2 separate regions of the Hordeum vulgare genome follow, and region 1 is linked to region 2. A link is a contact called in public Hi-C data. All regions are on one chromosome and are shown on one strand. Each heading gives the region's core, a stretch centred on a gene start, on an enhancer-like site or on the middle of the called end of the contact. The rest is flanking DNA. Distances are from core to core; before and after follow the strand shown.

Region 1 (4,046 bases), core at 618-3,117, 570 kb before region 2:
AATGCACCGCATGAACGGTTGAGTTCAGCTTCTAGTCCTGCTACACTTGCTAAGCAATGAGTGACCCAGGTCCAATTTGATGCATCAAGGAAGGAGTTTTACTATATGTATACCCTCACTTAACTAATTACAGTGTCCACAATAATGTTAACCAGTTACAGTTAGCCCCCTTCACAATTTGGAGTTCAGGACTAGCAATCAATAAAGCTCTTGCAGTAGTGGGGAAACCCTTAGATTGATTGTTATTCATTATTCTGAGGATTCTTTTCAAAGGAACGTAGTAGTACAAACTCGAACAGAGAGGCATGATACACAAACCGTCCATGAGAGCACTCTAATATGAATCTCGCATGTAAAGGGGGAATTTTATGATACAAACAACTGGGCATTACCTGATACAGATTCCACTGAATGGAATAAATCATGCATCAAATCGCCTTGCATAGGTCAGCCATACTAACTCACAAGGAAACCGCTTATTCTGCGATTGCATTCTTGCGTGTGGTGCCAGAACATAAAAGTATGACTGAAGCAATACATCTTGATGCAATGGTACCAGAACAAGAAGGAACGATAAACCATGTGATGAAGCAACCAGACAAGATTGACTTACATGGGCTGAGCCCCAGGTAGAGGAGATAGGTGGACGTCGCCCTGTCCCTCCTCACAAAGCACTGCACGGGACAATCACGAGGCCCCGGCTGCGCCAAACCACCAAGGTTAAGCATCCAGACTCACACATTTGATGAGCAAACAGATCATGGCGGAAGAAGGCATTGATGTGGGGGGACTGGAGATACCTGCTTTAGGGAGATGGGGAAGGTGATCCTGCTGCACTCCTCGAGGGTCTTCACCACATCCTTGGTGACCTCGCGCCACGTCCGGCAGACGGCTGCGCAGGCCACGACATAGCGCCGCGCCGGCCAGGCCACCTCGCTGGACTCCACCCTCTGTATCACGTCGATCAGCAGCTCCGGCGGCAGGTTCGCCCACTGCCCCTGCTGCTGCGGCTCCTGGCCTGGCCGCTGTGGCTGCGGCTGCGGCTCCGGCCACAGGCTGGGCCAGGAATGCCGCGACCCCCCGCGGCCGTGGCCGGCGCGCCCGTCGGAGACGCCGCCGCGCCTGGACATGCTCCCGATGCCGTCCCTCATCTCCTTGAGCTCCCGCACGATGCTCTTCAAAGACATTGCAACTTATGACCAGCTGCTGTCGCTCTCGCGGAAAGAGCCCCCCTTTACAGCTCCATGGCAAGATCCGCCATTGCGGGTGAATCTACTCCAAAAATGGCAGGAGACAGCTCATAAAGTAGTCGCCGCCACCACCGCGTCCAACCCAACCAAAATAATGGACATTTCGAGAAAGATCTGAAGCGCGGGGCTCCGGAGACAGCTAAAGAAGCTGGAATTTCCGGGCGAATTTGAGGTGGGCGGCGAGGGCGAGGACCCGGCGCTTCCTCGCCCGGCAGTCCGGATCTGGGGAGGAGGCAATGCAGCGAGGAGGGCCCGGAGAAACCGAGGGTTCACGCTCGGGTGGCCTCGAGATCCAAAGCTTCCCCGCTTCCGCGGCTCAGGAAATCAAAAGAATCGGCTCAAGAACGGATCGAGAACCCTCCCTCCGTTTCCCTCATTCCCGCCTCCGTTGGATCCCCAAGAGCTCCTTCCTTCCCCCCCCCCCCCCCCCAAAGAGCTCAAGATTAGGGAGCGCCCCCTCGCCTGCCTTCCTCCTCCGAGCTCAGGATTTCTCCACGGAGCCTCTCCCTCTTTCCCTCCGCTCTCGCCCTCTCTCTCTCTCTCTCTCTCTCTCCGCTCGCTGCAGCTCCTGTGAACCCTGTGTGTGTAGTTTGGGCGTGGGTTTGTATTAGGGAGAGGATAATAAAAGGGGCCGCGGAGAAATAAAAAATGAACGGAGGCGGGTTTTTTAAGGAGGGTGGGGACGGCTTTTTTGTGGGGTGCTCCTTTTTTCCTCTCTCGTTGAGTTTTCACCTTTCGAGGTGTGCAGGTACTGCTACTACTACTCGCGCCTCGCGGCTCCCCAAAACTCACAGCTGCCCAACGGGAATCCTATGCATCAACATGGAGTGTACGCCGCTGTGGGACTCACGCTTTGGTCTTGAGGTTGGGCTGCTCTGGTGAGGTGAGGTGAGGTGAGGTGGTTGCAGAGCAAGTTACATGGTTAAAAGCATCTTAAAAGGCACTTTTGTGTTACGAAGACTTTCTCTCTGCATACAATGAACGGTTGATGGAACGAAAAGGTGGTGTCTTGGGGTTTAGGCTGGCCATAGTGGGGTATCATAGCTAGTAACATAGTCTTGGGATTAGCAAACATGGTAACGTGGCAAGTAATTAAAGAAGAGAGAGAGGATTATAGTAACATAGGTAGATACCGTAACATGTTAAATGCTATGCTACTATGTGTCATGCATGTCAATAAATGAGATCACCTATGATACGTACTACTTTATGATACTATGCACTATGAAGGTACTATCATACAATAGTAACATATGCATGATAGTACTATATGTTAATCTCCACTATGAGCAGCCTTAGGGGGATCGTAGCTCCAATCTAGCAAATTGTCAAAATGACTCGCTCCAACGTCTCTTTATGTAGGTGAAGGAAATGTCAAGGTCTATTTTAAGGTTCATAGCTTCAACCCCTGAAAAAATCGATGTGTCACTTTGACATCTACTCCCTCCGTCCCATAATATAAGAACATTTTTACTACGCTCTTATATTATGGGGCGGAGGGAGTATGTATGCACCCTGTATTTGAAAGGAGAGCGGAAAATCCTCGGCACAAAAGACAAAGGGCAATGGAAAGAGATCAAAACTGCCAAAAAGAAATTACCATTGGAAATTAGTCTCTCTTTAAACTCCAGTGTTGTGGGCCCTTGAGTCCACCGAAACTACTCTTCTCAATCGCATGTGCGGCATGCAATTCAATAGCGAATATCCCCCTGTTTTCTGATTGGTGAGCGAGCATAACGGAAAGATCACATTGATTTTCGCTTTGTTCTTACTCTGTGATTTTCTGCATGCATTTATTGTGCTTTGATTTTGTAGTGTCGTGTTATGGGGGTAGTTTGGACACACCACGACTTCTTTTGCTTATGGTGGTGTTCTTTCATGAAAGAGGAAAAGAGACATACACGCCTTTATTAGGATATATATTTTTTCTTAATGGGGATGGAAGTGGTATGACATTATTGTTTTGATTTTCCTTCACTGAGTAGTACTTTACATAAATACATCCGTATGCTTGAAATTAGGTCGCTTTGGTACCAACTAAAGACCAAAAAGAGATGCTACACATGTGTGTCCATGTGGTTTTGTTGTTATGTAATCTTAGGGTATGTTTGATTTATGCACAAGGTTGCCCTCCCAAAAAATTGTCTAGGCGCAATTTTGGTTGAGGATTTTGCTTGCACATGAGTTGAACAACATTGGCTAAGAAATAGACTAAGCTGCTAAAGGAGCATTGGTATGCCAAAAAAAAGTTGTCTCGACATTGATGGAGTTGAGCAATATTGGTGGAGGAGCGCTTTTGTGCTGGAACATTGTTGTGTTCCTGGAAGTGTGTTATATCGGCCACAGGGGGTGATTAGGCGATTATAACAAATTCGTCACTCAAAAATTACTTAGTGAAAAAATACATAGTGATGAAATGTTATGTAACGGATAAAGTACTCAAATGCATGTGAACCATGGTAACAACAAAGTCATCATGATGAAACAGAGCATACACGAGGGATGAGTAGCAAGCAATCAGGATGAGCAGGAGAAAAGTACAGTGACTAAAGAAATAGGATTGACGAAATTGATAAAGTCTTCAGCAAATATGACCGTTGTCACGATAAGGATCCACTCGATAGGTGGTACTAAGCGCAGCAACGATCGAAAATTCATGAGGGCACTCAATTTCCTCCTGGTATGCAAATCGCACGGGTGAAATACTAAGTCCTCACTCAGGTCAATTTTGTCAGAAACCAAAAGAACTTCCTCTCTATCGTTGATGAAACAGAGCATACACGATGAATGAGTAGC
Region 2 (3,953 bases), core at 1,338-3,837:
ACTGCTTCCTTGGGATCATTTGTTATTTCAATCTTACTTCCAGCACTCCTAGCGATCTCCACAGTTTTGGCATCTGGCTCAAAGCCCTTAGGACAGGCGCATACAAAGTGGAAGGGAATCACAGCAGCCAATAGAAGCCATGAGTGCACAATGTTGTTGCCATCTCCAACATAGACAACCTACATACATAATTAGGGAAAGAGAGAAAATTGGTCCCCGCAGAACAAAACCACCATATGCTGTCATTTTAAAGGTGATCTACCTTGGTATTTTCAATACGGCCGATGTGTTCAATCATAGTGAGCGCATCAGCCATTATCTGACACGGATGATTGTAGTCTGTGAGGCCATTTATGACAGGTACAGGTGCATATTTTGCCAAGTCCAAAATATCCTGCAAAAATCATATGAGATGTTAGAAAGACAATGTGATTCTTAACTCTTAAGGTCAATTGCATGAAAGCAGAATACAAATAACTTAAGATTAAGTATCTCAATAACAAGCAAGCCAACAAAGCAGGATTGTATGCAAGTGAGTTCAGTGCCAATCCAAATATCAATTATTACTCCCTCCGTCCCATAATATAAGAGTGTTTGTTACACTAGTGTAGATGTTAAATTTATTACGACATGTAAAAAATAAATGAAGAAGCACAACAGAAAAAACTACCACGCCAATATTGTTTGATCATCAAATCCACCCATCCAAATATTTTCAGGTTGGCGGTTACACAAACTAGAATGAAAAGAACTTACATTTTCAGTTATAACTACACTCTATCGTGGTTGATGCTTCATATTAAAAGGTTTCAGCCTGCGAAATATATATTTCTTCTATTGTCCGCTCATGGCTTCAGAGTAGATATCTAACTTTGCTTAAGCACCAAAGAAATAAGAAGTTATAGTTATGTCTAGATTGCAATCGTTACACGTTGTGGAACAGGAAGATTTAATATGCAGGAATTTTATTTAGAATCTGGCATACCTCAATAGAAATTTTACAAATCATAATCATAGAACTAATGATCATACCTGATGAGCAAAAACCCTGGCCATAATGATGTCATTATATCCAGAAAGTACACGAGCAACATCACGGGTCTCCTCACGCTTGCCCATCTGGATATCATCAGGACCTAAATAGACGGCATGCCCACCAAGCAAGAAGAATCCTGTTTCAAATGAAACACGGGTCCTCATTGACGGCTTGGCAAAGACCATTGCCATCGACTTTCCTTTGAACGGTTGGAAGCTCCTGTCTCCTGATTTTATCATTGCCTTAACCTCAATTGCTCGGTTAAGAATCTTCATGATTGTATCTTTGTCAAAATCATTGATATGGAGGAAATCCTTAGGAACCTGTTTGCCTGCAAGAAAATGTAGTGTTGTCAATAAAGTTAGCAAAATTTTGTTACATCTTCAGTAATAAAAGTTTACTCTGATGCACAAAACTTTTGAAATGTACACTAAGTTTCCGTCACTCACATGCTTTCAGGAAGGAAAAAAAAAAGATAAAAGCTAATGAGCAAACCAGTGAATTTCAGAGCTAACATCTTTACCATAAGAAAAACTATTGCTCAATGGTGATCACTGGTGAGGAACGAAGTAGGTGAGCACAACATAACAGTGATGACGGGGACAAGGAAAGCACAGTCTGTGTTTTGCAGTGTCCAACCAGAAAAATCTGTACATTTCTTGTTTGATCACCATATGAATAGTGTGATCTCTCTGCGTGGATTCTCATTACAAATAATTTCTCATCCAGTGTCATATAAAAATGATCACCAGAATTTTGACACAGCTGATGATCAATCATAAGGGGGCTCTTCATTTTATATCAAAAGCTATTTAAGACTTCAAACTTTGCGCGCTGCTAGCAACTACTCCCTCCGTTGCTGAAATGGGTGTATCTTGACACGTTTCAGTGTGTGGATACACTCATTTCAGCGACAGTTGATTCCGGACAGAGGTTGTGCTAACTAGTCCCTGAGGAATCGACATTGGCAGAGGATTGGAAACTGCCCACATTGGGAGCCCTGGAAGCTACTCAAGTTTCACGGCAGGTACCATGTCACAACTGATCATTTCCTGTTTGTCAAAATCAATTTCGAACAAATACAATAACCCCACCAGGACCCTAGTTAATGTGTCCCATAATCAACAAAAGTAATTCAATGCAGGCTTAGAAACCCTAACCATCTTTCCCCGTGGAGGGGACCGCGGCAGGGCTGGACACTGCGGCGGCCGCGACCCCGCGGCGGGCCGCGGAGGCGGAGGATGCGGCGATTGGTCGCGCTGAAGGCGGATGGATGGGGAGCAACTGTGGGCGCCGGGTGGAGGTAGGGGTGGAGAGGACGAGGTGGCCGCCGGAAATCGCCGCTGCAGCCATCGCAAGGAGATGCTTCAGTGACTGTCGGCGACGGAGGGTGGAAAAAGGGGATACCGGAGGCTGGTTGCCACTGGAATCCGGCGGAGGTGGACGGCGCGGCGGCTAGGGCGGCGGCCTGAGTGCGGCGGCTCGTGGCTTCGAGAAAGGTCGGGATGGACGGGCCAGCTGGATCCGGCGAGGGGCGTATGTAGAGAATTCGTTACACTTGCCCTTTCGCATTTTTTAGAAGAATTATTACGTATTTTTAACACGATACGGACACGCGTTCATACATATGCAGTACAATTATCCCTACGCACTCACAGCTCGCCTTTGTGAGCATAGCCTTCGTAGAAGGATGTGAGAACCTCTCTGTCAAGTCTATGACTTGAAATTGATGGGCTTGGAATAGCATTGTCCTTTTAAATATCAACCACATATTGGTTTGTATTTATTATTTTGTTCTGAAAAATTAGTCCATTTTATATGTGATCTCGTATATTTTAGTGAAAACGCTTGACTTAGGATAGGATCGCACGCGAGCATCCGTCGCCTCGTTCATAGGACACTGTCCTGCATGGAGCCCACTCGACATTAGAGGTAACTAGATGACCCGGTTGCGCCAATGGCGCAAGAAGCCAATTAAAAAGAATGTTAGTATTGAGTAACTGGAAATATAATGCAATGTGGATTGTATTATACCATGTATTAACCACAAATCATGAAATCAATACCAGAGAACCAAATAATGTCACCACCTTTGTACTAACAACCAACATTTTAGCATAAGGAGTATCATAGGAGTGTTTACTTGCACATTAGTAGTATCACAATTACAACTAAAGAGGCATTGTCCTCACTGTTGTCCCTGAGTCCATCACAAGAAGAGTTCCAAGCCTCGCAACTTCTTCCTCCAGCTCTCCACATGACCCTCAGTTACGAACCTCACCCCCAGCTATGATTATTTCAAGATGAAATCAACATGCTATTTCTCTCACATGGAACATGTTCAGAATTTAGTCAGTCTCACTAATCTTTCAGCTACAAAGGCAGATAGAAAAATGGCATGATCAGTAACTAAAAAAATGGAACAATAATGCTTGTGGCAGTAAAAAAACCGAGAAAGTGAATTAAGGACAACAGAACAATTATTTGTAACAACGGCAAGCTTGGCTGTTGCAAAATGATCACTCTGAAACTATATCTTTAGAACCAAATTAAAAATAAATAAAATAATCTAATACTCCCTCCGTCCCAAAATAACTGTATCTATTTTGTACAAAAACACCATGTATCTTTAGGACCAATTTTTAGACCATGGTACCACATAAATCAAGAATTAGACATCAGACTGCAATGTATTTATGGTCAGTTACCAATCATGTCACACCAAGGATTTGCACATACAACCTGAAATAACTACAACTAGCTTGAAATCTGAAATTCACCGGATGACAGACAAAAATAATACCACCAAACCTTATTCTTATTGGACGAGCACAAAATTTATAAGAAGATAACACACACAAAATCCTATTTGGTTTGTGGATGCATGCACTTTCTGGATTGTGCACATCAAAGCATG

The links. A called contact is a pair of places that touch in the nucleus more often than the background predicts.
Region 1: a contact with region 2 is called in a Hi-C map of leaf, with 2.6 times the contacts expected there. The contact joins the promoter of LOC123402947 here to the promoter of LOC123403689 in region 2. A contact is called at or near these places in 2 of 6 Hi-C or Micro-C datasets (leaf and seedling).

What each region holds. Positions count from the first base shown.
Region 1 is chr6H:463,921,474-463,925,519 of MorexV3_pseudomolecules_assembly, reverse strand. It overlaps LOC123402947 (tubby-like F-box protein 5), which reads right to left and starts at 1,867. Exons shown (of 4, transcript XM_045096916.1): 1 at 801-1,867; 2 at 614-701. The coding sequence starts at 1,187.
Region 2 is chr6H:463,351,404-463,355,356 of MorexV3_pseudomolecules_assembly, reverse strand. LOC123403689 (ornithine carbamoyltransferase, chloroplastic) reads right to left here and starts at 2,587. Exons shown (of 5, transcript XM_045097601.1): 1 at 2,197-2,587; 2 at 1,033-1,367; 3 at 263-394; 4 at 1-179. The coding sequence starts at 2,389.